7 separate regions of the Mus musculus genome follow, and all the other regions are linked to region 2. A link is a contact called in public Hi-C, HiChIP or PLAC-seq and promoter capture Hi-C data. All regions are on one chromosome and are shown on one strand. The core of a region is the stretch at or near the end of the contact, and the rest is flanking DNA. Distances in the headings are between cores, read along the strand shown.

Region 1 (3,554 bases), core at 404-2,903, 780 kb after region 2:
ATGATAACTGGGTCCCGTGACTATCTCTAAACCAATCACTGTGACACTGCATCTTCTAAAGATGACAGAGTGACAAACCAGTAAGAACGGAGGCATGCCAGGTGTCAGAACTGCTGTAAAGAAAAACACAACGGAGTTAGTGGAGTCTGAATTTTGCTCGGCATGATATTACTAGAATATAAAGATTGAAGGTGAGACTCGAATGCTATTGTAGACATCTGGGGAAGCATGTTCCAGACAGAGGAAGCAGCCAACACAAAGGCACTGAGGTAAAAGTTTTGTTTCTACACCTGCAGGCACAGGTGCACACAACCTCATCCGAGCTCTGGGAGGGTGGAGAAGGGGTTTGTTAGTGGGAGGGGGTGTAAGGCAGAGAAATCCTTGAGCCTTTGTTCAGATTGTCCTCTGAGAAGGGTAGCTGGGACTTCCATTGCCATCCTAGGGACGGATCCAACAAATGGCATAGGGTTTGGGCTAGTGTGCCTGCACAAGTTATCCAGGAACCTTTCACTAAGCTTGCTTTCCAGGGGACCTTGAATCAGCCGATACACCTCCTCCTTGCATAAGCAAGTTTGAGTACACTTGAATTCTGCCTTTCTTTGTCTCTGTTCATCCCAGCATCAGCATCTTTGACAATCACAGGCCACTTGTTATGTGAAACTCCCTCAAATTCAGATCAGTCTGAAGTTTCCACATCATTAAATCCAAGCTACATACTTTGGGCAGAAATATCACAGAAATGATGCTGTGTCCTGCTCTCTCTGTCGTGTCAGGAGGAACGTCGCATTAGTCACTTTTCTGCCTCTTTGGGTGAAAAGGGGGGACAGTTCATTATGATGGATAGGCATGGCAGCAGAAATAAGCAGCTGGCTGGCCACATCTCATCCTCACACAGATGACAGACAGAGACAGACAGAGACAGACAGAGACAGAGACAGAGACAAAGAAAGATAGAGATAGAGTGAGTGGATTCAGGCAGGAGAAACAAAACAAAACGAAATTCAAAGCCAGTGACTGTTCCATCCAGCTTGGCTTTGCATCCTTACAGTTCCATAACCCTGAAGTCACACTAACGATATGACTTAGACTGGAGCCACTTGCTGAGGAGGCTGGAGGCTCACCATAAAGATCTAGAGACTAGAGAGTTAGGACATTCAACCCCACTCCAGACTTCAGGGAAAAGAATTGCTTTGGGGGGTTAAGGTCTACAGAAATTGTTAGAGGAGAGTTAGAGAGCTTTGGGATTGGTGAATGAGTTCAAGTGCTGAGAAGTTAGCAAGCCCCGGTGCCACAGGACAGAACTCTTCTACTTGGGACTTCTCTGGGCTTCACTGTTCTTAACTCTTCATCTGGCTGCTCATCTCTAGCTGTGGGGTCTTCTTAATAAGATCATAGGAGTGAATGAGGGGCTTTTCTGAGTTTTAATAATGTGCCTACCAGAAAACTTAAAAATGCATGTATAGCTCAAACTGTACATCTGATGGACAGCACTGGTCCTGCATGCAGCCTGAACAGAAGAGTAGAACTGTGGCTGTAATGACTGAGAAGCCTGATTGAGCAAAATCAGAAGAGACAGCTCAGAGGTCTGTGACTGGCGGCAGCAAGCAGCTATTAGGGCTCCCAAACCTGGAAGGACAGAGGAGGGCGTGGTCACAGAAACACAATACCTCCTCTGGGTAGCCCTGTGAAAAGAGCTGCCTGACAGGAGCCTTAGCCTTTTGGAGAGGGACAAAGATGACTGAAGATCGCTAGGGAAGGAACTGAGGAAGTAAACAGCCTGGTTCCTCCCTCCTTCTGTCTTTGATCTCCAAAGGGAATGAACAAGATTGGAAAGGCGAGAAAGAAGATTTGAAGGAACAAAAGGAACGTACCCAGGACAGGGACTTAATGAATACTCAAAGAATAAAGAGCCTCCACATAGACTACACAAGCTCTTAAAGAAGAGAGCTGAGTACAGTAAGCTCTCAGCCTCCACCTCCCATTTCTGAGTCCCAGATTAATATCCACTGAGAAGCACAATCAATAGCATCTACGTTGCTTAGAATAGTTCTCAAAGCCAGGAACCACATAGGCATCCCCTTTATTCAAAAACAGTAATTTTGAAGTCTTAGGGTATTTCAATTCCGACAAGAAAAATATCAACTAATAATACTAATAGCTACAATAATTTTCTATTTATTGAGTGCTTACCATGTACTAAACACTGTGCAAAGTGCTCCGCATAAATTACAGCCCAGTGTGGCTCTGAGCCTTTTCTCGGTTTCATGGTTGAAAATACATATTATGCATCAAGATGTAGAGATGGAACTAATTTTGTCCCAATTTCCCGTGAGGTTTGCAGGGGAGAAAAATAAAGAACATCTAATGACAATTATCCTCACGTTGCCGTGATGGCACTTGGTGCTTCTGCGGGTCACACTAAGCTATTATTAAACTGTTCTCTTTGTGCTTTGGTTGAAAGGAGGATGGCTATCTGAGGCACAGCCTTGTCACCACATTGACAAGAGTAAAAGTCAAAGCTCCAGGCAATCGTCAAGCTGCGTCTTAACCACCATCCGTCCATGGGCCAAGTCCAAAGCCAACAGAGGCAAAACAACCAAAAATAAAAAGAATCAAACCACTCTGTCCGTCCTGAGAGCGCTCCAAGGAAAGCGGCAACCGTGGCCATTTCTCCCTTTGATCCAAGCTTCCTAGTTCAAATCAGGATGGAGGTGTACAAGGGAAGAGGTGCTTTAAACTTGATGTGAATCTGAAGTCGGGTGCCAGTGGCACTGGATAGGACATTTTCATTGTTGAAAGGAAACCTTCTCAATCCTGGAACTAACCAGAGGACATTTGTATGATCAGAGAGTGACCCTGAAGAAACTGGGAGATTTGATGCTGGGGAGATGGTGTGGGAAATGTATAAAGCACCCACCATGCAAACAGGAGGACCCAACACCCACATAAAAGCTGGGCATGCAGCAGGTAACCGTGGACCTGTCACCCAGCTATGAAGAAACTGAGTGGAGGTGAGTGGATCCCTGAAGCTATTGGCTGGCCAGTCGAGCAAATTTCCAGGTTTGGTGACAGATCTTGTCTCAATAATAATAATAATAATAATAATAATAATAATAATAATAAGTGTGGGAGCTGCAAGATTGTTCAGTGGGTAAAGGCACCTGTGCCAAGCCTGATGGCCTAAGTTCAATTCTCTGGCCTCATATGGCAGCTATAAGAAAACAAATGGTGCTTTGGCATATATTCCATGGTATGTGAATACCCACGTATATGTACATGCACACTAAATGCAAAGAAAATTTTAAAGAAGGTAAATAACTTTCAAGACATCCTATGTCAACCTCTGGCCTCTACATGCACATGCAGACATGAGCACCGTCATGTTCCTACGTGAACATATAATAACACATAGCACAGAGCACAGAGCACATAACATAAAATAGTCATGAATTCACCCAGACTTCCCTCTCAAGACCAGGAAAGAACAAATTTACATGTCATGTTAAGATGACTTATGGATGGATGTGTTAGTCTGCCTGCTGTTGGGACCAGCA
Region 2 (3,813 bases), core at 1,158-3,657:
TGAAAGTAAACACCATACATGGTGCTCAACAAACCAATGCTGTTTCTGTCCTGCCCAGCACAGCAGCTTCCGTGTTCTGTTGTCCTCAAGGCCTTTGACAGCCTAGCACACCATTGCCCACTTTTTTATTGTCATTACTCTACTATGTGATAAGTTTCCTGTCCATCATGTCCCCGGTCTGCTCCACGGTGTGCCTGGTGCACCCAGTAAACATTTCCTGAATAGGTGGGTGAATGTGGGATGGGCTAAGGTAGGATACGGAGGCACCGAGGAGCCAAGAGTTGCAGGCCAAGAGAACGCCTAGCAAAAACTGGGATGAGAATACAGTTCTGGGAATCCTGTCCTGGAATCTGGAGGCCTCGCCAGAGTGGCCTGTCTTTCTTCAGGAGACAGTGAGGAGCCGCTGGGTTGAAACACTATGAAGAGATAAGACCAAGATTAGCTTAGGAAAGATTACGCTGGCGGCAGCACTCAGCGGGGTTACAGAGGACAGAAACCGGGTGGCCAGTTAGATTCTTCAGTTGTCCAGAGGGAGGAGGGGTGACACAGAGCTGAGACAGATGGATAGACCTGAGACAAAGGCATAAAGAAGAGGAAGCAGGAGAGGGGGTTTTGCTGGGTGTGCTTGGTGGGGTGGAGGGAAGGAAAGAGCCCACAAACCACTCATGCATGCACCCAACATCCATCTGAGATCATCTACCCACCCCACCCATCCATTCATCTGCTTGTCATCATTCATCCATCCATCCATCCATCCATCCATCCATCCATCCATCCACCCATTTATCCATCCATTCATCTGTCCATTCACCTATCTGTCTGTCCATCCACCCATCCATTTGTCTGTCCATCCATCCATCCATCCATCCATCCATCCATCAGTCTGTTTTCCATCCATCATCTATCTATAATCCATCCACAGGGATGGATGCAGTTGGTCACCAGTGCAGGGAGGGGGAGGGGTTTCAAGGTAAGAGCTTTGGGGATTCCTCTCTTAGAGGCTGGAGGGATGAAGGAGGAAGGGCAAGAAGTAGTAAGACAGGTAGGCAGTGAAATTGGACTGTGGAGAGTGTTGCCAAAGCTGCAAAAGACCCAGTACTCACCCATGTCAGAGAGGGGCATCCCTCACTTAAGGGACTTCAAGACACAGTGCTGTGGAGGGACAAAGAGCAGCTGAGGTAGTATTAGGGAAGATTAAGCAGCGGTCACTGACGTCATCCTTTCAGGTTCTGAGGCCGGATGGGTGGATGGTAGGGGAAGACACAAACAGCCTGTGTCAAAGTCTGGGAAACAAAGACCTGTCAGAATCAGGGGTCTGAGTGTGGCTGGGGTGGTGAAGAGGGAGGCAGTGTCTGTGAAAGACAGAGTAAGTACCCAGGGTGGGGAATCAATGTAACTAAATTCCCAAAGGAGAGTTGCCAGATGTTAATGTCTTTAAAAGGTTTGGGGAGGGGGCTGAAGCCCCTCCCACATGAGTCTTCCAGGAGCATCCCTAACCTTGCGGGAGGAGGTGAGGACCTTCTGCCACACAGCTTCTGACAAGCATCAAGGCCAGGGCCGGATCTGAAACAGCCTGACCTGATCAACAGACAGCAAAATGGGGCATTATCATCAGAGCTGATGGTGGGAAACCACTTCTATTCTGGAGCCTGGTTTTCCTGTGGTTGCAGAACTCAGTCCTTCCCACCTACCTCCAGGCCTGGTTCAAAGCAATGTCTCCCTTCCCCATACCCCAACAAGTTGTCAGACTTTCGGCTGTTTCTTCATGTCTTCCCATTATGACTGTCTTCTGACAGCAGGCCCTACAGTGGATGCTCAGAGATCCACCTGGGAAGAGACTTTTGGAGATATACAGCTGAGGATATGATAGGAAGCCCACAGGGTGTTCTAACTACCCCCGAGCAGCCGGCCATAAAGTCTTGAAACCATATTCACTCACTCCACAGATGCATGCCAAGAATAAGACACTGTTAAGGTTCCAGGAATTCTGAGTGAACGAGATCAGACAAGACTCAAAAATAAACAAAATTGATTAGTAAAATGATATAGGGTGGCGGCATTCTGCATAGGAATAGTCAGGAGTAGCTGTGGGGTGTCTGTAAGCATAAGGGACCTCAGTTGACTTCTTGGCTGAGCCCCTCCTTTTCAGCTTGGGGAAAGCGAGCGTGCGAGGCTGCAGTTCTCCTAAATCACCACAAGAGGGAGCGCGATCACCTCCTAGCGCCTTCCTAACCCTCCCACACAGCCTTGCAAGCAAAAGTTTTTCTTAAACTAACAATGCCAGTGTAAGGAGGTGCTCGCGCCTGATTGGATGAGGGAATTTTGCAGGTTTGATTCCTTGATTGGACAGGAGGTGTTAGGGGTGGAGAGAGAGCTGATGGTGGGGGATCCCGCTCCCTCCCCCGTCAGTCTGGCCCGCTCTGTCCTCCCGTAGGCTCCGCTGTAGCTCGCAATGTGACACCAGGACGCACACGCTCTCGCGCGCTCTCCCAGGCTCGCTCTCCCTCACCCTCTCTCACACACGCACGCACACACCCACCTCTCCCATAAACACACACACACACATGCACACCCACATCCACGCGCGCCCGCACCGCCCCACGCGCGCACACTCCCGCCCACGCCCACGCCGCGCTCCGGGGAGTCCGGTCCCGGCCAGAGCGCGAAAGGACACGGAGAAGCCACCCGCCGGGAGCGCAGCGGCGCCCTGGGACGCGGCGCGTCTCCGCTGGGGCTCGGCCTGGGGGCCGCTGGCCGGCGATGGCCCTGGATTGCTTGCTGCTCTTCCTCCTGGCATCTGCAGTGGCCGCGATGGAAGGTAACGTACCCTTCGCGGAGCAACTTGGTGGCTGCCGGCTGCCAGTTCATGGGTGCCGCGCGCTTTGCAGGGCTCCTTTGGCTGCTCGGCCGGGCATCCTGGTGCTGGAGAGAGAGAATGTCACCGATCCTGGGTAGAGATGGGGCACCGGGATGGGGCGGTACCCACAGGCATGCCCTGCGCCGACCCTGGGCGCCCACAGCAGGTTCGTTCGCACGCAGAGTCTTTCGGCTCCTGCGCTCTGGTGCTCCCAGACAGCACGATCACCGGACATCTCCGGCTTAGAGAGCCTGGATCCCGCTGCATTGCGGTGCAAGCTCCTTAGCTCTGGGCGAAGCTGGTCTGGGAAGCGATACCTCGGGCCACTGGGCTCCTAGAGTCGGCACCTTCGGCTCTTTCTATCCCGGGCCTGGATGCGCTGGCTGGCGAGCGGTAGCTTGCTGTCTCCCTTTCGCAGTCTGAGGTTTCCGGACTCTGGGCTCCGCAGGCAGGCTGCTTGGGGGATCACAGAAGGTCCTACTAGTACCCCAGCAAGTGACTGCCAAACGAGAGGGGCCAAATCCATTGACCGCACCCTGGGGGGGAAATCAGCCCTAGAAGCTGCCGGGTTGCAATCTTCCAGGGACAGCAAGTGCGAGGCGGACGCCTTTCTCGCCTTCTGAGCTTTGGAGCAGGGGTGGGCTTGGGTGAGTGCTGGCGGTGCTTAAACTCATCCGGCAGTTAGAAGAGACTGCGTGGCTGCGAGCCCACGAGCCAAGACACCATCCCTGCTGGCTCAGCGTGGTTGTGCCTCCCGCTGGTGGCCAGCCAAACCCGCTCAGCGGACCCCTTACCCGGCGCACCCAGGAGCCCCGGCGCTCAGGGCTCCCGCGAATCCCGTGGGAAATCCCTGCTCGCCTCCCCGCCTCCCGCCCCCTTCCCCGCCCCCAACCTTCCCTGCGGAGCCGCGGCGGCCGCCACCTCCAGGGACGCATCTCAGTAGAGAAGGAGCAGTT
Region 3 (3,424 bases), core at 483-2,982, 910 kb after region 2:
GAGTAGCTGAGCTCAGGGAGTAGCTGAGCTTTCACTTACTTCTCCAGGCCATCAATCTTTGTCTGTCTTTGTGGCCAGGGCCAAGAATTCTTCCTATGATCCCAGACCAAAGGAGTCGTCCCAAAAAAATCCCAGACCAAAGGCCACGGAAAGGAACCAGACTGGCCATGGGCGGTTGGAGCAGGTGCTATTTGCTGTATACCGAGTAAAAGATGTCAGTATTTTAGTTACCAGTCCTAGAAATCATCACATTCTTGCTCTACTAAGCTTCTTGAACATCCCAAAGCCCATTTTTTCTGGATCTGTTTGGGTTGATAGGACCATTCTAGGATCTCAGCAGGACAGATCTCAGCATCTCCGTCTGGAATTCAAACAGTAAGTACAGGAGCTGCTTCTAGAAGATCTGATCCAGCACTCACAGGGTTACCACAAGAATGAGGTTCTTTCCAGAGCCAAGATTCGTCCCCACTGGTCTCACCGCCTTACAGGAAGCAGAGGTCATAAGGGGTCTTGCTGCCTTACAGGAAGCAAAGATCATAAGGGGTGTGAATTTCTACCCAGACTTGCCTCCTCATTTCTCAGTGGCACTCTCTCAGATAAGCGGTACCCACCTCACAAGCAGGATGTGAAGACCTAAGAGACAATTCCTCAGTGTCCTTCCTCCTCACACCCAACAGGAAGTGACCACTCACAGCTCTGACCCTTCTCTGAGCCAGCTCACCTTCACTGACCTCTCAGCTCCTTCACATCCCAAAGCATCAGTCTTAAACAACTTTCCCTCCTGAGAAGCATGGGGGAAAGAGAAGTAAGAAAGCCAGCCACAGACTGGGCTGAGATTGAAGGCCAGAAGCCTTATTCTGAGCAATAACTGAAAGCTAAGAAACAGGGATTGTGCCTGTCCTCTCAGCATCCACCCATCCCTTCAGTACCACCATCCCCAAGTGGGCCCCTATGTGTGGTGCTAAGCCTGGCTCCTCTGCTTAGAGATGAGCAGGTGGCCTGGGATGTCAATCAAACATTCTATCCTGTGGACCACAGTGATTAGTTCAGGGATGGACACATGACCTAAGCTTTTCAGTGGGATTCAATTTGGGTTTTTATGCAAATACAAGTAAAAAGTTTTCTTTTCAGTAGGCTTGAAGTTAGGAGTTTGTGAAGCTGAGGATTCAAGCTGGGGACCATCACATGGACAGAGTCTACACACGGTCCAACAGCAAGGATAATGGAGCTGAGATTAGAAATGGCAGCCTCCCAATAGCACTGCCTGAGTCCCTGAAGGCAGCCAAAGCAGACTATGAGTTACATGTGTGCTAAAGCAAACATATATACTTAACTAGTTAAGTGCATTACATAAACGCACATCTGAGTCACCACTGCACAATGTGTTGGGGAGGGGGGTAGGGACAAATGCTACTTATGCACAGGTGAGAAGAAAAATGTTAAAAACCTTTCATCAACAATTTTCTGATATAACAGAACTCCCCTTTGCAAATACACACACCATTGCAAACTGCCCTGACACATCCTACACACATACCCATGCCCCCTACACATATTATCCATGTCCCACATACACACATGTGCATACGTGTGCTACCTAACCATGTTGTACATCATCCATACCACACACATACACAGCTCCGGCTTTGGGTATCTCATTGCTTCCGTCCCAGTGCCAGGGCCCCACCCACAGTTCTCTTCCCAGCATCCCCCCCCCCGACTTGCTGCCTGCCATGCCTTCCTCTCCCTCAGCCATACAGAACAAAGCTGCTCTCTCAGAAAGCTGTCTGTGACTCATCCCATCCCATCCCTGCCAAGTTTCCATCACCAGTTGGCTATTTTATGCTTCCAGAAGGAATAATTTGCATTTGCACCCTGCATGGGTTTGTACATGTTTGAACATTTTTTAAGAGGCAGCATATTGAGGAGGGTGAGGAAGTTGGGCTGCGTTCAAATCCAGCTGCACCTTAATCTACTGTGAGAATCCTTATGATCCGTGGATTCCTTATCTGTGGGCCAGGGGATCTTACCACAAGCCTCCTTCCTTCCCTGGGAGCTCACAGAGAATGGAGGGATGGCTCCTTCAGTTGTGAAGATCAGAAGGACCTGCCAGTATATTATAATATTCTCAGACTTCTACCCCAGCCCTCTTGCCCAACCCACTGTCTAGGCCATTTCTTCTGTTTGTTGTACTGTTGGCTGTCCAGTAGTAACTGACTCAGACCCTACCCTCTGTGAGTTGAGAGCCTTGGGAGTTACCAACTCCCAGCCACCAGCAGTGTCAGAAGGCTGAATTTCAATCTTACATCTGTTTAGGTGGGTCCCTTGCAGTATGACACACTCAAGGAAGCCGGAAAGAGAAACTTTCAATGTTGGCCTTTAACAGACCTCACCCTTGGCTTTCCATGGAGGAGTTAGGAACTGCTAATCTAGACAGAGAAATATGCCAAATGATTTTTGCCTAAAGTGAGGTAATCACAGTGCTAACTGGACATATAAAGACATCAACAATCCATCACAAGGATTATGGGAGGGACCAGATCAACTGGTGTTCCCCAAGAAGACTGCAACAATGAGACAAGGTTTCTTTGTCTTCCATGCTAGAGAAGGGGCAGGCCAGATACAAAAAGTACGCAGCTGATAGACACTACGGGCTGAAATATGTCCAGTTAGCACTGTGATTACCTCGCCCTGCCCACTTCTCTGCTCAGAGGAGGTCACACAGAGAAAGGGAAGCAACTGAGCCCATCTGTGTAAAGAAATGTGACATTATGTCATATATAAGAACTGGGAGGGGGTTACTATCACAGTAGGTTTGGGTAAGAAAAGCAATGCTTGAACTGAGCCAGAAGTTGGAGGTTGGTGACCATGGATGGAACAGAAAGAAATATAAAATTAAAAGATGGCCTGTCTGTGGTAATTTGAATGAGAACAGCCCCACAGACCCCTAGGGACTGGCACTGTAAGGAGGTGTGGCCTTGTTGGAGTAGGTGTAGTGTTGTTGGAGGAAGTGTGTCACTGGGCTTTGAGGTCAGGCCTAGTGTCACTCTCTCTTCCTACTGCCTGCTGATCCAGATGTAGAACTCTGAGCCTCTTCTCCAGCACCATGTCTGCCTGCCTGCTGCCATGCTTCCTGCCATGCTGATAATGAACTGAACCTCTGAATTGCAAGTGAGCACCATTTAACTGCTTTCCTTTATAAGAGCTGCTGTGGTCCTGGAGTCTCTTCACAGCAATAGAAGCCCTAACTAAGACACTGTCTATACTGAAATTCATCTAATCTGCCAGGTAGAAATTAAGAGATGAGGAAAAGGGAAAGGACGTCAAACGCAATACAGGAGCAAAATTAAGTGAAGATTGGCAAGTAGATCATGATGACCAGAGCAGAGTCCAGTAAAGAGAAGGAGCAGAGGGTCCTGGCCCC
Region 4 (3,978 bases), core at 425-2,924, 810 kb after region 2:
TACGGGGAATAGAATTGAGGACTGTATTAATTACTTTTCTATCACTGTGCTAGAACACCATCACCAAGGCAACTTACAGAAGAATAAATTTATTTTGGCTTAGTTCTTGTGGGAGAATGAAACTAGACTCCTCACCTGAACAAAATATAACTCCAAATGGATCAAGGACCTCAACGTGAGACCTGACCCCCCCGATTTTGACAGAGGAAAAGGCAAGGAATATGATTGAACTCCTTTGCACAGTTCAGGATGTTCCAAACAGAATTTCCATAGTACAGGTATTAAGACCAACACTAAAAAATGAAATGAAATGAAATAGGCCTCAGGAACCTAAAATGTTTCTGTATGGCAAAGAGCATTATCACTAGGGTAACGAGGTCACCCATGGGTTAGTGTCTAGAATATACAAAGAACTAAACAAGTAAACAAACATCCCAACTAAACAATGGGGCAAAGAACTACAGTGTTCTTAAAAGATAAAATACAAATGGCCAGGAAGCTACTGTTTTTAATGCTCAACATCTTTAGCCACCAAGGAACTATAAATTAAAAGTATGTTGGTGTTTCATGTTGTCCCAATCAGAATGGCTAAGATAAAAAAAATACATAATAACAAAATCTGGCATGGAATGCCAAAAGGTAGATATTTAGTCTCTGCTGGTGGAAGCACATACTGGACTTGATTCTGTCTACATTTGATTATCATTCCACCATGATAAAAAAAAAATACAATGTTTGCTCCAGCTCTTCCTTTCACGGCCATCTCCTGGAGACCTCCCATTCCCGTCTCTGATGCCCTTCACTCCTATACTCCCAGTACCAGCTCTCCACCAGTGTTCTACTTTGGTAACCCACCTTGTGGAAAAATCCTAACTTGGATGCCTTAGAGTTCACCATGCATACAGTTCACATTCAGCGAGATTGCCGAAATGATAATCAACTGTTCTAGTCTATCTGGGACTGGTAGGATTCCCGAACCATGAGATCTACAGAGCTAAAGTTTGGACAGTCCCTACCAATCAGGATGGGCAGCGAGTGGATGAGGTCAGCTAGTAAATGTAAGAAGAAGGAAACAAACCCAGGTCATACATCAAAACCTTTGCTCTTTCAAAACCTTGGATTACTAAGCACTGTATGCTATGTGTTCTCTGCACAGAACAGAAGCCTGTCAAAATTATCATCCAGTGCAACCCATTTTCCTCAGAAGAATATATGAGCAGTAAGCCTATTGCACAAGCTTCTGAGAATTAATTGATAAAGTTAATATATCACCTAAGTATAGCCATATGTCCTGGTATGCCTGGGACACTCCCAATTTACACCTGTTCTCTAGACATATACTAACAACACTCACTTTTCTTCTCAAAGTGTCCTAGATAGAATAATAAATTATATAGTCGCCATCACCACCATATTCCAGAGCCAGCTGATTAGGCTCTTGATTAATAGGGTCTTTCCCCCAGAACTTTAACTAAAACCCAGCACGACTTCCCCTGCCATTGACAGAGCAGGCTTGCGTGCCAAACCAGTCACCCACAAAAGCCTCATCTCTCCAGCCCAGCTTTCAGCCAATGGGAGCTCACACAGCCAATAGAGCAGCCCTGCCCTGGCTTCTAAGCAGAAACCAGCCTGAGGACTCAGTCCTCACAACACTTCAAAGACGCCATCCCGGCATTAATTGGCACTCTGCAAAGATTTATGCACCATCCGTCATTATCTCCCGCTGAGAAACAAGACAGATATAGGGCATTCGGCAGGTCCTTCAGAAAAAAGTGTCTTGACAGATCTTTGAACCTAAAATGTCTTAAGTAATTGGGACACCCACTCAGGGACATGCAAGATAAATGACCTGGTTTGTAGAGTACCCACGCCCTTGACTGCTGGCCCCTCCCCATTCTCTGTTTCTTCCCCTTCTCCCAACCCTCAGCCCCCAGTCTTCCCTAACAGCCTCCTCTGCATCTCCTGTTCATTAGTAGCTCTATAGGAAGACAAATTGAAGCAGGAAGAAGAAGGCCATATTAGTCACTGGCGGATGTTAGATGGGAGAAAAGGGGAAATGAATGGTTTGAGTCTGGCGGTGAATTGTATTTGTGAAGGTGTTGCCGGTTAGTGTTGTTTTCTAGTTAGCAAAAGTTGGATATTCGGTCACCTGAAGTAGTCAGCAGTCCATAGATGGTAGGTAGTATGGAGACCAATGTGCCTGTTGTAAACTGTAAGATGAAAGGAGTTCCTCTTGGCAGGCATGAAGGCTACTCGGTGTCAAGTGTCCAGTTCACTTAGTTTATCAAAGTGCTCAGAGGAAAGTAACAAATTTATCTATATTCCTTTCATTCTCTTCCCCTATCTCTTGTATACACACACACACACACACACACACACACACACACACACACACACACATGCCCATACACATAGACATAGACACACACATATACAGAGACAGACACATACTCATACACACACACAAACACAGAGACACACACACACATTCACACAGGTACACATGTACACACACAGAGAGAGACACACACATAGATACATATGCACACACACACAAACACAGACACACACATGCACACAGGTGCACATGAACACACATACAGATGCACACATAGATGCAAATGCACACACACATACACAGAGACACATATGCACATACACACAAGTTCACATGCATACACACAGATACACAGACACACACATAGATGCACATGTACACATACACAGATACACACATGCACACACACACACACACACACACACACACACACACACACACACACACTTCAGGCCTAGTAGCTGTGAGGTTCAGACAGTTTGACTGGGATGAGAAAAGGAATTTCCCATACTGTGTCCATTATATTTAGCATCTATTGACCATCAGCCCTTATGTACAGCATAAAAAGATGACAAGGACAGCATCTCCACCCTTTGGAAATTACTCCATCTAAGCTCATAAAGAAAGTGGTAAAGATAAGCAGAGAATGTCATTATGTATAGGGCCATCCTGAAGTAGAGGTGGTGAAACCTTCAAGACACACAAGTGTCCTTGTCAAGCCTGAAGACTTGTAAGAATAAGCCAGAAAGAAGACTGAAAATGGGGAGGAAGCCAAAGTCTTGAGCCCAGAATATTTAGAGAGGAAAATTCAAGGTTTTGTGTGTTTGAAAATCAACCTATCAGATGCCATTACTTTTAACTCAAAAGATAATGTTTTTAAAAAGAAAAACCCTTGGCTATTTTCCTGATTCTAAGAGCATCTTTTATACTGGCTGAGTTTGTTATAATTTGATCAATAAAGCCAGGGTCACAGGTCAATTATCACAAGGTTGGTAAATAAAATCAACTTTGCATAGCAATCATAAATTATAAGTTGAAAGAAATAAGTTCAGTGTTCTACAGTAAATGCACTAACATTCTCAGACACATGTAGATGTAAATGTACTTTCAAGGTCACCTGCTTTAAGTCAACAGACCTTGGAGTTATTAAAAAAAATCTTTTCATGTATGAAAGCAAGCCTTCACTTCTCTTGGTAAATAAACTTGTTTAGAAAGTCGATTTTTATGCTAAGAAACAGATTAGCTTAAAATTTTAGTAACTGATGTGTAAGTATTTATTGTTTTTTATCTTTCTAAATGAATTGCAGTTCATCCATTGATTAATACTTATACTTACACTAGCCAATTTATATAAGGCATCTGCTTGCTTTCTTGAGTTGTGGATAAACATCTGACCTTTCCACTTTTAAGAGGAGCTTGCAATGACCCAACATGAGGAATTTTGCAAATTGCTACTGGGCTTGAATTTGAGCCATGGTTTCTCATCTCTCTGTGTGTGATATAAGTAGAGAGAATGCATTGGTTGCAGAAAAGGGCCCTTCCTAGAAAAGATGTGGAAGTTCTCTAGGTGACCAGACTCCCAGAGATCCAGCTCTTCATGGCTCACTACTTGGCCGCGTTGGGAGATTTCTTCTCTGAGA
Region 5 (3,725 bases), core at 802-3,301, 950 kb after region 2:
GCCACAATGTATTCAAAGCCAATGACGGGCTTAGTTGAAAGGGCTCAAATCACACCATTAACCACAACAGATATCAAAGCTACCTCTGAGTGGAAGCCTAACTGCAGTGAAGAGTACTTCAGGCACAGAGTCTCATGGAACACACAGTCCTTCAGAGGACCTACATCTCCATCATTACAGATGAGTTTGATTTACACACCAGTAGAAAGGCAGCATAACTAAGGGCTCTCACAGACTAGTGAATCGGGTTTGATGAGCCCTCATTTACAAATGGTAGGAAAATCTCTGGCCTCCCTCTTTTAATGGTTTTCTTCTCTGAAAGATTGGTCTTATCGCCTTGAGTACTTGGATATCCTCCTCGTTGGCATGGATGGATAGATAGATAGATAGATAGATAGATAGATAGATAGATAGATAGATATAGATTCATTCTGCTCATCATGGTAATTCTGACAATATTGTTCTGATGCTTGTCAATGGTACTCATACTACCTTCTCTGACTCTGTGGTCATCCTGGCCCCTCTCCTCCTCCTAGCCTCCTAGAGCTTAGTCCCCTCAACCTCCAAACTATATCATAGAGTTGCCTGTACCACACACACAAAAAAAAAGCCACCATCTATTATAAAGAGTCCAGGCAAAATAGCGCTGCTTGAGCCCACTTGCCAACATTGCCAAACCTCAGCCCTTCTGAGTGGGAACCACCGAGATCTCCTCATTGTTCTGGCTGAAGCCTAATGTGGAGAAACCCAGGCTTTGAGAATTGGAAGCCTGCCCTTAACATCAGAGACTAGAACAGATCAAATGATCTGAGACTGAATCAAGGGACTGGAAAGCTAAAACCTTAACCTCAATTTCAGGATCACTTGGCCTGTCTGTCTGTCGGTCAGTCTATCTGTCCATTTGAATAACCTTGACTTATTATCAAAGTCCCTGATTAAAAAAATAAATAAATAAAAAATAAAACAGGAAAACTGGAACTGCAAAGAAGTCTTTATCTATGATATATTCACTTGAACTTCCTGACTGCTGGCTATTCCAGGAAGGCTATAACTTAGCCCTACATAATACCTCAGGCCTGACAAGCTCTCAGTGGATATGGGAAGGGGAGGGGGAGAGAAAGGAAGGGAAGGGAGAGAGAATGAGAGGGGAGGGGAGGGAAGGAAAGAGAAAGGGAGAGAAGGAAAGGAGGGGGGCATGGCTCTTTCACAATGTATTCCAAGCTGTTCTGATTAAAAGAGAACCACTATCAGTGCCTCTTTGTCCCCAGCAGAATAAAATCAAGCCAAGAATCATGTAGAATTATCAGGCGATCTACACTGATGGCCTCCCCTAAGCCTTGGGTATGCTCAGGTCCTCTAACCAGCCCAAGTTTCCCAGTACCTGGCACCCACACCCACCCTCCCAAACCCTTCTCCTCCTCTCATTCCTGCCCACAGCCAGTGCTGTCAAAAGCATTTCCAGGGGGCTGCTGCCTGTACCCAGAAGTCTCAGCGCAAGCTCAGGTACCGAAACAGCTCATCTCAAGACCCCTTGGGTGTGTGAACACCTCCTCATTGACCTTAGCCACCAGTAACCTGTCAAATAGTTATTTAGCAAATATCTTCCAGGCCCCCCAAATTAGACAAAGAACCAGAAATTAGCCAACAGGCACAAACATCACACTTGTGGGCCCCAGCTTCATTACTTTAAAATAGCAACTCCAGGCAGAACAGTCTGTGAGGTACAGCAGGTTAGGAAAGCCAGAGGATCAGCACGTCCGTTCCAAGTGGGCTCATTGGGGTAACGGATCCAGAGACTAAAAACATTTCTCTATCCGTTTACTGTTCAGCTTGTATTTAAAGGGAAAGCCCCCACATGGAATAGAGAGTGCTTGGGTTGTTTTAAGGGAATCTTCCTTTCTGTGACACCACGAGCCTGCTCTCCATTTTTCCAAGCTCCAGAGAGAAACTCCGCTTGCCAACACTTGAGTGATTTCACCTCTAGCGTTGCCATGGTGATGCACATCCCTGCACAGACTGGAGAAAAGGTGCAGCTCCAAGTGACGATGAATATGAATGAAGCCCAGCATTCTCCCCAGGGTGAGGATGGGCTCTCCTAGAGGAGCTTGGTTGCACAGAGGCCTGGCTCCACACGGCCTCTGCCCTCAGATAACCTGAGGCAGATCTCCCCTACTTAGGACAGAAGCTTTAGCTGGCAGAAGTTCCAAGGACCCATGAGGGAAGGGACCAGCTGTCCAGGAAGAATTCACAGAGCATCTATAATAAGGCAAGCTGTAAACAGCATGCTGTCCTGGACTATAGAGGGTCACCATGGTACCCTGGGTTTAGGAGTCGTTGGTCTTTCTCCCACCTTGACCCATCTATAGTCTGCCATTACATTGCTGAAATACAGCTATAAATCAAGAGCCCAATGTGATCATTCCTCTAGAATCTAAGACTGAACCCTGCTCCCTGGTGAGTTCTCCAGCAGAAGGTAGGATCTACTGCATAGATCCTTCCTTTATTTGCTCTCGGATAAGAGTTGCCATAAAGTCTCTGAGTGGGCACCTGCTATGTGCCAGAGACAAGGTACATTGCATGTGCCCCCATAGTTAAGTGACTCCACACACCAGGAATCAGCATCTTCATTTCTGGAAAAAAAAAAAACCTGGGGGGGGGGGCTAGAAGAGGTTACCCAACTCAGCCAACTTACAGAGCAAGCTGGTGATAGAGACAAGATCTGAATGCCAACAGTCTCAGCCGGGAGGCTTACATCGGGCACACCACATTGTAACATCAATGGGTAGGGCAGATCTCAGGCCAGCTGAGGACAGTCACACGCCAACTTCTACAGCTGGATTCTGCTCGGCTTTCCATCCATACAGCTGCTACTAAAACTCTCGCTCCTCCCACAGATTCTATAGGCTGGTTTGGTTTTGTTTTTTCAGTCTTAACATAGTGAAGTATTCGTGACAAGTGTCAATCCCTCCATATTTCATTTGAGGAAATGGAGGCCCACGAGGTTTGCTCAAACTCCAGTGAGTGTCAGAGGCCAGTGTTGGACTCGGTGCTATCTCCAAAGCCAAGGCTTCTATATAGATACGCTATTGTTTTCACTTAAAAAAAATCTATACTTGCCAGGTTCTAGGTTAAGTGACCTTCTCTCCAACCTTAAGACAAGACAGAGTCTTGTAGGCTGGGGACACTGATGTTCCTCTCTTACTGCCACCTTCCTGGCCACGTTAACAGGCTTTCATAGGTTATAAATGTATCTCAACTGATCGTACCTCCCTTTCCACCGACGTTAATTGAATATCTCTTGCAGGAGATCCTGTAAGTAGGCATAAGGGACAGAGAATAAAGGGTTCAAGCCTGGTATTCCCACTAAGTCAGTCCTTGCAGATGGCTCCAACAGGCAGGACCCTACAGCATTCTCACAAGAGCCTCCTTGGAGTGCATGCTAGGGCAGGGCTCACTTCTTAGCATGGAAACTGATATTCAGCATGGTTGATCAATCATCTCTCAAGGTCATTTATGAGTGGGAAGCCAGGGGAGAAGCCAGGGCAGCCACCCACACCAACCTGATTCTGAGAACGCAACTGGACAGCCTATTGTACTTTGCTTTGCATCGAGGGCTATTCGCTTTGAGAACACTGAGAAGGGAGCACTTGTGCCTGGGGCTTCCAGAGGCTTCCAGGGACAGGAGACTTTGGTGCAGAAAAGATCTGGGTGACACACCAAGGGTT
Region 6 (3,412 bases), core at 396-2,895, 880 kb after region 2:
GAAAAGAAAAAGAGCAGGCCCTTCTAATGTTGTGTTTTAGTCAATATTGTGTCAGTGTGAGAAGTCATCTGACACAAGTAACTTAAGGGAGGAAAGATTAACTTTGGCTCACAGCTCCAGGGATCTGGCTACAGTCAGCTGACACCACTACTCTTTAGAATTATACTAAAGACATTGCATATATCAAGCCTTCAACATAAGAGCCTTGTGGGAGGATACTTCATTTCCAGACCACAAGATGTATGTGTATATATAGAGAGAGGGGAAAAGCACAGTAGGGGGATGTTGTTCTGTTTGTTGTTCATCTCGTGACAACCAGGAGACAAAGAGGAAGATGTACCAGGAAAATGGATACCCCTATGGATCTTCCTGATCCCACCTTCTAGTTTCCACAATCTCCCAATAACACTATCAAACTGTGTACCCACAAATTAATTAATTGAATGGTTAGACTAAGCCCTCATGGTCTCATGGTCCAATCACTCCCCCCCATGCCCTGCCTCCAAACATCACACTGGGGGACCAGGCCTTCAACATAGGAACCTTGGAGGATACTTCATTTCCATGTCACAATATACAGGGGGAAAAAATGTGCTAAGGTTTTTTTTTTAACCCTTTTTATAACAATTTTTAAAGGAACATGCTGTTTCTTCTGGTGACTTGGTTAAGGTTCCTATATAGCAAAGACGTTTAATGAAGCCAAACTCCATTTTTCTTTAGGGATGCATCCAAACCATAATATTGACAGGTGAGTTGGGGGTACTACTGTTTGTGGGCCACTCACCACTGCCTCACTCAAGAGGAACATCAAGCCTTAACTGGCCAGGGGACTAGTGCATTATTTTGTAGAGTAGTAATGTTTTCTAGAAGGCTCGGAGAACACAGTGGCACAGTGGATACATGAACTGGGAAGGGATGTTCAATATCATTGAGAAAGATCTACCCAGGGATTAGATTTCTAAGCTTAAATTGTTAAAAAGATGCCTTTTAATCAACATAAGGTCAAGTCTCCTATCAGGATCAGACTCTCCACTTGCTCAGAACAACACTGACCCCGTCTCTTAAGACAAAGCCATTTGTATGGGCAGCACAGACTTAAGCTCTCATCAAACACAGTATTTATTCGAAGTATTATTAAGATCTCCACATGGTGAGGGCCTCTTATCTGCCTCTGCCCCCCACTTCACACTCCCCAAAACTATCCCGTGACCAAATTGTTCCTCCTCTGCCCTTCAACTGCCTCTCCTTTCTGCACTCCTTTAATTGCGCTTGTTTTTGAAGTCTGCAGAATTTATTATTCAGAAAACAACCTTCTCTGCAATATCAACCTTAATTAACTGTTCTCTTTCTATTGCCTCCCACCCTCCACTTCATGCATTTGAATTAAGGCACTCCAGAGCCCCTGGCCAGCACCCCTCCCCCATCACAGACCCATCAGAGTCTACCAGCCAACCATGACCAGATAAGGGAAAATGGAATTTCTTATCTCTGCCTGCCAATGTGAAAGGGTCAAGGTTACCAAGGAGAGACTTTCCAAAAGGAAAGAGAGGAAGAAAGAAGCCAAGCCTCCTGGTATCCATGGCAACGGGAGGTTGAATCATGGCACAGGCATCCCGAGAGCCTGGCCCGCTTAGCTCTGTTGACATCTTTCCACTTCATTAGCCTCTTTATCAAGTGACTCTGCATGGGAGTGAGTATATTTTGGTGTCAGAGTGCACTGTAGATGATTCAAAATCGGAGTGACCTTTTCCACCAATCCCAGTACCTCCTGTGACCACAGACACCTGCGCACCCCACCCCTCCTCTGGCTTCTTTAAGGGTTGCCAAGCTCTTCAGTCTTTCTAATCAAAGCTCTGTCACAGGGAAGCTGGGAGGTGCCCCTACCCAGGAGCCCAGGGAGCCAGGACCCCAGCTGTCAGCAACATATAGCACCCAAGCCAGGAGGAAGATTAATGGCTTTGCACATAGAAAATGGATAAAATGGGCTCCCAAAAGACAATAAACACGGGGTGGACTGCAAGAAGAGTCTGACAATAACAAATCCTGACTGACATCCCATTGTGCTTCCCTTCTAGATGACTCTGAGCTGCCAGCAGAAACACAGATGCATTTAATAAGTGCTTCAGAGAGACAAAGGGGCCTTTGGGGGCTAAGATTGATCTCCATTGCACGAGAGTGCACTCCAGTGTTTGTGAGTGTGAAAAGGAATGTCTGCATTCAATATCTCGGCCCTTGGAAATCCAAAGAGCATGCTGTAATTTCCCAATCTTGTCTCCATTCTTCAGCAAATATGTCAGGAGTAGGCTCTCTGAGCCATGAAAAGTCTCCTGCAACCAAGAGCTAGGGCTGAAAAGAAATCAACTAGGGGATATGGAACTTCCCTTCGGTTCTTTCAGGACTGTGTCAAGGGAAGGGACTTTCTGTAGTAGCCTTGACTCCAAAAGCACGTTGAACCAAGGGTAGGTCAGGTCAGTGAGACTTATGTCCTGGAGTTGCTAGGGGGAACCAGGGGCTTTGTTTTCTTTGTTTCCAAATTAACTTACAAAAGTCGGTATTGTGAAAGCCAGGAACTTGGGTCCTAGGGCACAATGCCAACCAACCATTTGCTTTCTCTTTAATCATATGTTGCCCCTTAGAAAGAACTAGACTAGGAAATGGCTGGTTTCTGCTCATTCTTTCAGGGCTTAGGACAAAAGAGTTTTCCCAACATCCCTTCTCTCTTTACCACACACCACACACACATACATACACACACATAAACACACACACATTACACATACACACACACATACACACACACACACATACACACAGAGCATTTCCTCCCATATCAAATCCCAGTTATTCCACACTGTTCCACCATGCTTGGCACCCTGACCCTGAACTAAGCAGAGCCTAGTATCTCCTGCCTGGTGAATGCAATGGCCTCCTCCTGAGACCTCAGACTTATTCCCTTCCTGCCTATTCTTGAGAGAAGTGATTTCATGTGTGGTCCCTGGCCAGCAGCACTGACCACTGTCCTTGGAAATGCAAATTCTTGAGCCCTACTCCCAATTCAGATGTGCTAACATCTGACTCTCCTGAGCCTTAGAATGGATTCTTTGAGATCTCCACACCCCTGTCTCATCATCCCACTCCTTGAAGAACATTTGCTCTCTAGTAAATCCCTCCCCCTCCCCCGTCTGTTACATCCAAGTACAGTGTGCTGTGTCACACTTCCAGCCTCTGAGAGATCATTCCTCCTAGCTGAAAAGGTCTTATAGCCAACTTCACTTATAAGGCTAAATTCATCTCAGTTGTCCTAATTAAAACCTTCCACACAGGGATGAAGAAATAGGTGGCTTGAGGGGCAGAAGCACAGACTGCTCTTGTAGAGAACCAGGTTCATATACCAGCACCCATATGAGGCAGC
Region 7 (3,669 bases), core at 829-3,328, 850 kb after region 2:
GTCCCTACTCGCTTTTGCTGTGTTGTTGTTAGTAGCATGCATGTGTGGATTAAAGGATGAAAAAGAATTGATGGTTGTCTCCTGGGCCTGGACTAGTACACATGAGCTGGTCCCGGACAGTTGGTTCAATCGTTGGTCACCAGTCAAGCCATCCACACCTGGACATGGAAATCTGATTAACTGCTCCCTCATGGTGCTCCCAGACTCAGCCTTGAGGTTTGGCAGGCCCCCACTAAATCATGGTTGACTGGGAGATTAACTCCTTCCTGTCTGCCTGCCTATCACCCACCATGTGTCTTACACAGCTCCATACGCACCCAGGATTCCGGAAGAAGACGCCAGCCACATGGTTAAAGCATCTGGAGCCATGTTTGAGACGGTCAACCCAATTGTAGGATGCTAAAACGCTAATGGTTTATGGTAATGGAGCTAGCCAGGTCATCACCTCCAGTGTAGAGCTAGAGACTGAGAGGGAAGGAAGAGGTTAATATTGTTCTTAAGATCTCTCAGAAGCCTAGGATTTTAAGCTACTGCAGAAGTCTGAAGCAGAAGTCTCTTCGACAGCTGTCAGGGGCCTCTGCTACCTGTAAAGCACAGCATTTTAGCCCCACATCCTCAGCCTTATTTATTTGATTATTTTCTGGCTTTGTGTGTGCAGGTAAAACTCTTTCATACTCAAGGCACTTCACTGAGGCAGACACAGTCAGTGGTCTAGGTGAGAAGTCGAACTATGCTACACTTGGCACCTGACATTTTCTGCCATCCTTTCCTCTCCTTCGAAATTCTGGTCAGACCCCAGATTAGCACTTGCTGTGGAGTGAGTGTCAAGAACCTAGAACATCTTGTTGTCATGTGTACCAAGGCCCAGGGTCACACCCAGTATTCAGCCATCTCTCTCGCCCCAGATCCTACTGACAAAAGTGACAAGACATCCTTGGCTCCTTTGTCCTCATGGAAGCCTGGCTGGAATGAACAACACTCCTTATTCCTCTTCAATAGCTCTTTTCTAAGTTTTGTTAACGTCCAGATTATCCTTCACAACTTCTTTGAACACAGAGCCACCCCTCCCTCAAATACAGCTGACAACAAACTATTCTTGCAGTGTACACTCTAGTGAGAACTACTCTTCTGGTATTTCTAAATGAAAACATGTGGAAATTATTTTCTCTGTGATGCACAGAAAATAATATTAATGGCTATAATCACATCAGTGTTAATTAGATATCAAACAAAAACAGCCTTGTGGTTCTTTCAGTATTAGTTAAAATAGGGCTAAAACGGGTCATTAAAATTAATTTAAATGTAAATATTAGGTAATATTACTGATGCTACTTGGACGCAACAAAAAAAATCTCATTAAAAGGCAGGATTTTGCTAACTAAAACATGGGGAAAACTCTGTGGGTTACTCCATTTAGTTATCGTCACATCAAGCCTCAATTCTGTTGGAAAGAAAGGATGTATCCCTTATTAATTCACCTTGAGCAGGCCGAGCAGGGGAACTGTGGGGAAAGGAGCCTCCTGACACTGCTGAATGAGAGCCACAAACATGTGCCCACACCACGGAGATGTCAGGCTAGCCTTGTTTCAACAGCACCACGATTGGGAGTTCTGCCAAGAACGAAACAAACTATCCTGCAGCTGTTATCTCATTTGTATGAGTAATATGAAAAACGCTGCACAATTTAATATGCCATCTAATACTTTTATTCTTATCTCACTAGCAGGGCAGGTGGCGGCATACGTGTTTGAAAAGCCGGTACAGATTGGAAGAGGGGAGGGCCCCAAGAAACGATGCTAGCTGCTATTTGAGCCGAGTAAAATGAGATGAGCTCCGATATTATTTTATAAAAGCAATCTCACTTGTATCTTTGCCAGGGAGATCTTAATCACAGCCAGCAAGGAGACTGGATACCCTTTCCTGGTTATCTGGGTGCACAATGAGGCCATCGGCAGCACAGGGAACATGGTTATCTGTTATTTCACGTTGGGAGAAACCAGCAAGAACATTATCAGGGTGTTGGGAACCACACGTGTGCAGCATAGAGTGATAAAAAGAGGGAGGAGATGACTCATCACTAAGGATGTGGAGATAATGCCACTTGCAGGGGGAAGAGATGGATGGTGTTGTTGAAAATGGCTTCAGACTCTGGGAACCGACTGGAAGGCTCTATAGCAGCCCAACGGTTGGCTCAGGAGTAGAGAGAAATAAATAAGAGGATCTGGGAGCCTAGGAAGAGCCCGGCAGAGCAAATGATTGTCTCAACCCCTCTGACCTTAAGAGGAATGTGGTTAAATCAATCTTTCATGACTCTCTCCATCTGAAGATGAAGTACAGCAACCTTCAGATTACCAACAGACACAAATGATAGTTGTTATTTCCCCCGTTCTCAGTCTGTCTTATCGTCTATTTTATTTTCTTTCGTACAATCAAGATCTCACATAATCCTCTAACAAGCAAGACTCTTAAGACGTAAAACAAAAATGGAAGGCACAAATTCTTCAAGAGACTAGCAAAAGGCTAACTACCATCCCAGGGAACACTGACCCAAAAAGACCGCATCCATGACTCACAAGAAAATCACTGTCAGACTGAAGACCACAAACTCCACGGCAGCATTTCTGTAAGCCTCGAGTGCTGTTACTCAAGCTTTTGACTGTGGCTGGAAAATTTGCTTTGGTTTTCTTCAGTGAAGTCTGGAGTCAAAAATGAGATTGGTTTGGGATTGCTTAAGACAAAATCTTTTATACTGTAGTCCATACTGAGCTGGAAACCACAATGCAGTCCAAGGTGGAGTCAAACTCACCACAGTTCTTAGCTAGGGTTGCAGCTGTGAACACCACAGCTGGCTAAAGGGCCAATGAACACTCTTTCTTTTCTCTTTCCATTTCTTTTCTTTCTCCCTTCTCCTCAATACTCCCCCCCCCCCACACACACACACACTTTTTGTAACTTCTCTTATACTCCAATTAAATTATTGGTCATAAATATACTATCTATGACAATCCAACAAAGCATAAATGCATTAAATATTCAATCAATAGCTTCCTCCTGCTCTCTATCTCACCCCTGCTCTAATATAACCAATGTCAGTAGCCTGGGGTGTTTGTCTTCATTACTTCTTCTGAATATCAACAATATTCAATTCATTTCCTCTGTAATGTAGATGCTTTCAAGCCAGTAATATAAACCCAAGCCATTCTTTTTAAGTAGATTTATAATATCTTCCTATTCTCCACTATAAATGTAGTTACTCAGTCACCATGAAGTGATGGGCATGTGCAAGCCTAACTGGCCATCTGAGTGTTCCCACTCACTACTACAACTGCTACCTTGTGTTGTGTGCTTCATAGAGTTCAGCATCTTTATTACACTGATTATCAGGTTAAAGAATATGTGCATGTGTGCATGTGTGTGTGTGTGTGTCTATGTGTGTATGTATGTATGTATGTATGTATGTATGTATGTATGTATGTAAAATTTCTCCCCAATGTATAACTATTCACATTTTACAAACAGTAGACAAAGAAGCATCCACACACCCATATAAGCCTTGGAAATCTTTCTTGCTTTGTTTTGCCATTCCATTGATGGCATTGCATTTATTCAATTTGCATTTTTCTGATTCCAACAAGGCTATCCATCTTTTCAAATGTTTGCTTCTCATTT

The links. Promoter capture Hi-C pulls out the DNA fragments that hold promoters and counts their contacts. A called contact is a pair of places that touch in the nucleus more often than the background predicts. HiChIP or PLAC-seq counts read pairs in DNA pulled down with a chosen protein or histone mark.
Region 1: an H3K4me3 HiChIP or PLAC-seq map of embryonic hindbrain shows a contact between it and region 2, with 8 times the contacts expected there. The contact joins the enhancer-like site here to the promoter of Ephb1 in region 2. A contact is called at or near these places in 3 of 39 promoter capture datasets (cranial neural crest, hippocampal neurons and pre-B cells), 7 of 115 datasets of contacts at active chromatin or transcription factors (embryonic forebrain, embryonic hindbrain, embryonic midbrain and 4 more) and 1 of 9 other capture datasets (embryonic stem cells).
Region 3: a contact with region 2 is called in a promoter capture Hi-C map of hippocampal neurons, with 12 times the contacts expected there. The contact joins the enhancer-like site here to the promoter of Ephb1 in region 2. A contact is called at or near these places in 9 of 39 promoter capture datasets (cranial neural crest, embryonic stem cells, frontonasal cranial neural crest and 5 more), 3 of 484 Hi-C or Micro-C datasets (cerebral cortex and cortical neurons) and 7 of 115 datasets of contacts at active chromatin or transcription factors (VIP interneurons, embryonic forebrain, embryonic hindbrain and 4 more).
Region 4: a contact with region 2 is called in an H3K4me3 HiChIP or PLAC-seq map of neural tube, with 6 times the contacts expected there. The contact joins the enhancer-like site here to the promoter of Ephb1 in region 2. A contact is called at or near these places in 4 of 39 promoter capture datasets (cranial neural crest, embryonic stem cells, hippocampal neurons and 1 more) and 6 of 115 datasets of contacts at active chromatin or transcription factors (embryonic forebrain, embryonic hindbrain, embryonic midbrain and 3 more).
Region 5: a contact with region 2 is called in an H3K4me3 HiChIP or PLAC-seq map of forebrain, with 11 times the contacts expected there. The contact joins the enhancer-like site here to the promoter of Ephb1 in region 2. A contact is called at or near these places in 3 of 39 promoter capture datasets (embryonic stem cells, hippocampal neurons and liver), 4 of 484 Hi-C or Micro-C datasets (cerebellum, cerebral cortex, muscle stem cells and 1 more) and 7 of 115 datasets of contacts at active chromatin or transcription factors (craniofacial prominence, embryonic forebrain, embryonic hindbrain and 4 more).
Region 6: an H3K4me3 HiChIP or PLAC-seq map of stem cell-derived neural progenitor cells shows a contact between it and region 2, with 12 times the contacts expected there. The contact joins the enhancer-like site here to the promoter of Ephb1 in region 2. A contact is called at or near these places in 6 of 39 promoter capture datasets (cranial neural crest, embryonic stem cells, frontonasal cranial neural crest and 3 more), 8 of 115 datasets of contacts at active chromatin or transcription factors (embryonic basal ganglia, embryonic forebrain, embryonic hindbrain and 5 more) and 2 of 9 other capture datasets (adipose tissue and embryonic stem cells).
Region 7: a contact with region 2 is called in a Hi-C map of adipose-derived mesenchymal stem cells, with 4 times the contacts expected there. The contact joins the enhancer-like site here to the promoter of Ephb1 in region 2. A contact is called at or near these places in 3 of 39 promoter capture datasets (cranial neural crest, liver and second pharyngeal arch cranial neural crest), 2 of 484 Hi-C or Micro-C datasets (adipose-derived mesenchymal stem cells and nephron progenitors) and 8 of 115 datasets of contacts at active chromatin or transcription factors (embryonic basal ganglia, embryonic forebrain, embryonic hindbrain and 5 more).

What each region holds. Positions count from the first base shown.
Region 1 is chr9:101,569,005-101,572,558 of GRCm38.p6, reverse strand. No RefSeq gene overlaps it. Among named protein-coding and RNA genes, the nearest start is that of Gm24638, 180 kb to the right of the region's middle. Within about 2 kb of position 1,653, at least 5 of the 459 cell types and tissues checked have an H3K27ac peak or open chromatin away from gene starts, as enhancers often do.
Region 2 is chr9:102,353,287-102,357,099 of GRCm38.p6, reverse strand. It overlaps Ephb1 (Eph receptor B1), which reads left to right and starts at 2,407. Exons shown (of 16, transcript NM_173447.3): 1 at 2,407-2,818. The coding sequence starts at 2,761.
Region 3 is chr9:101,444,324-101,447,747 of GRCm38.p6, reverse strand. No RefSeq gene overlaps it. Among named protein-coding and RNA genes, the nearest start is that of Gm24638, 53 kb to the right of the region's middle. Within about 2 kb of position 1,732, at least 66 of the 459 cell types and tissues checked have an H3K27ac peak or open chromatin away from gene starts, as enhancers often do. A contact at or near this core is called in cortical neurons, forebrain and hippocampal neurons, where this site is marked.
Region 4 is chr9:101,544,312-101,548,289 of GRCm38.p6, reverse strand. No RefSeq gene overlaps it. Among named protein-coding and RNA genes, the nearest start is that of Gm24638, 150 kb to the right of the region's middle. Within about 2 kb of position 1,674, at least 13 of the 459 cell types and tissues checked have an H3K27ac peak or open chromatin away from gene starts, as enhancers often do. A contact at or near this core is called in neural tube, where this site is marked.
Region 5 is chr9:101,405,662-101,409,386 of GRCm38.p6, reverse strand. No RefSeq gene overlaps it. Among named protein-coding and RNA genes, the nearest start is that of Gm24638, 14 kb to the right of the region's middle. Within about 2 kb of position 2,051, at least 44 of the 459 cell types and tissues checked have an H3K27ac peak or open chromatin away from gene starts, as enhancers often do. A contact at or near this core is called in cerebral cortex, forebrain and muscle stem cells, where this site is marked.
Region 6 is chr9:101,470,999-101,474,410 of GRCm38.p6, reverse strand. No RefSeq gene overlaps it. Among named protein-coding and RNA genes, the nearest start is that of Gm24638, 80 kb to the right of the region's middle. Within about 2 kb of position 1,645, at least 63 of the 459 cell types and tissues checked have an H3K27ac peak or open chromatin away from gene starts, as enhancers often do. A contact at or near this core is called in embryonic basal ganglia, embryonic forebrain, neural tube and 2 more, where this site is marked.
Region 7 is chr9:101,500,255-101,503,923 of GRCm38.p6, reverse strand. No RefSeq gene overlaps it. Among named protein-coding and RNA genes, the nearest start is that of Gm24638, 110 kb to the right of the region's middle. Within about 2 kb of position 2,078, at least 19 of the 459 cell types and tissues checked have an H3K27ac peak or open chromatin away from gene starts, as enhancers often do. A contact at or near this core is called in adipose-derived mesenchymal stem cells, where this site is marked.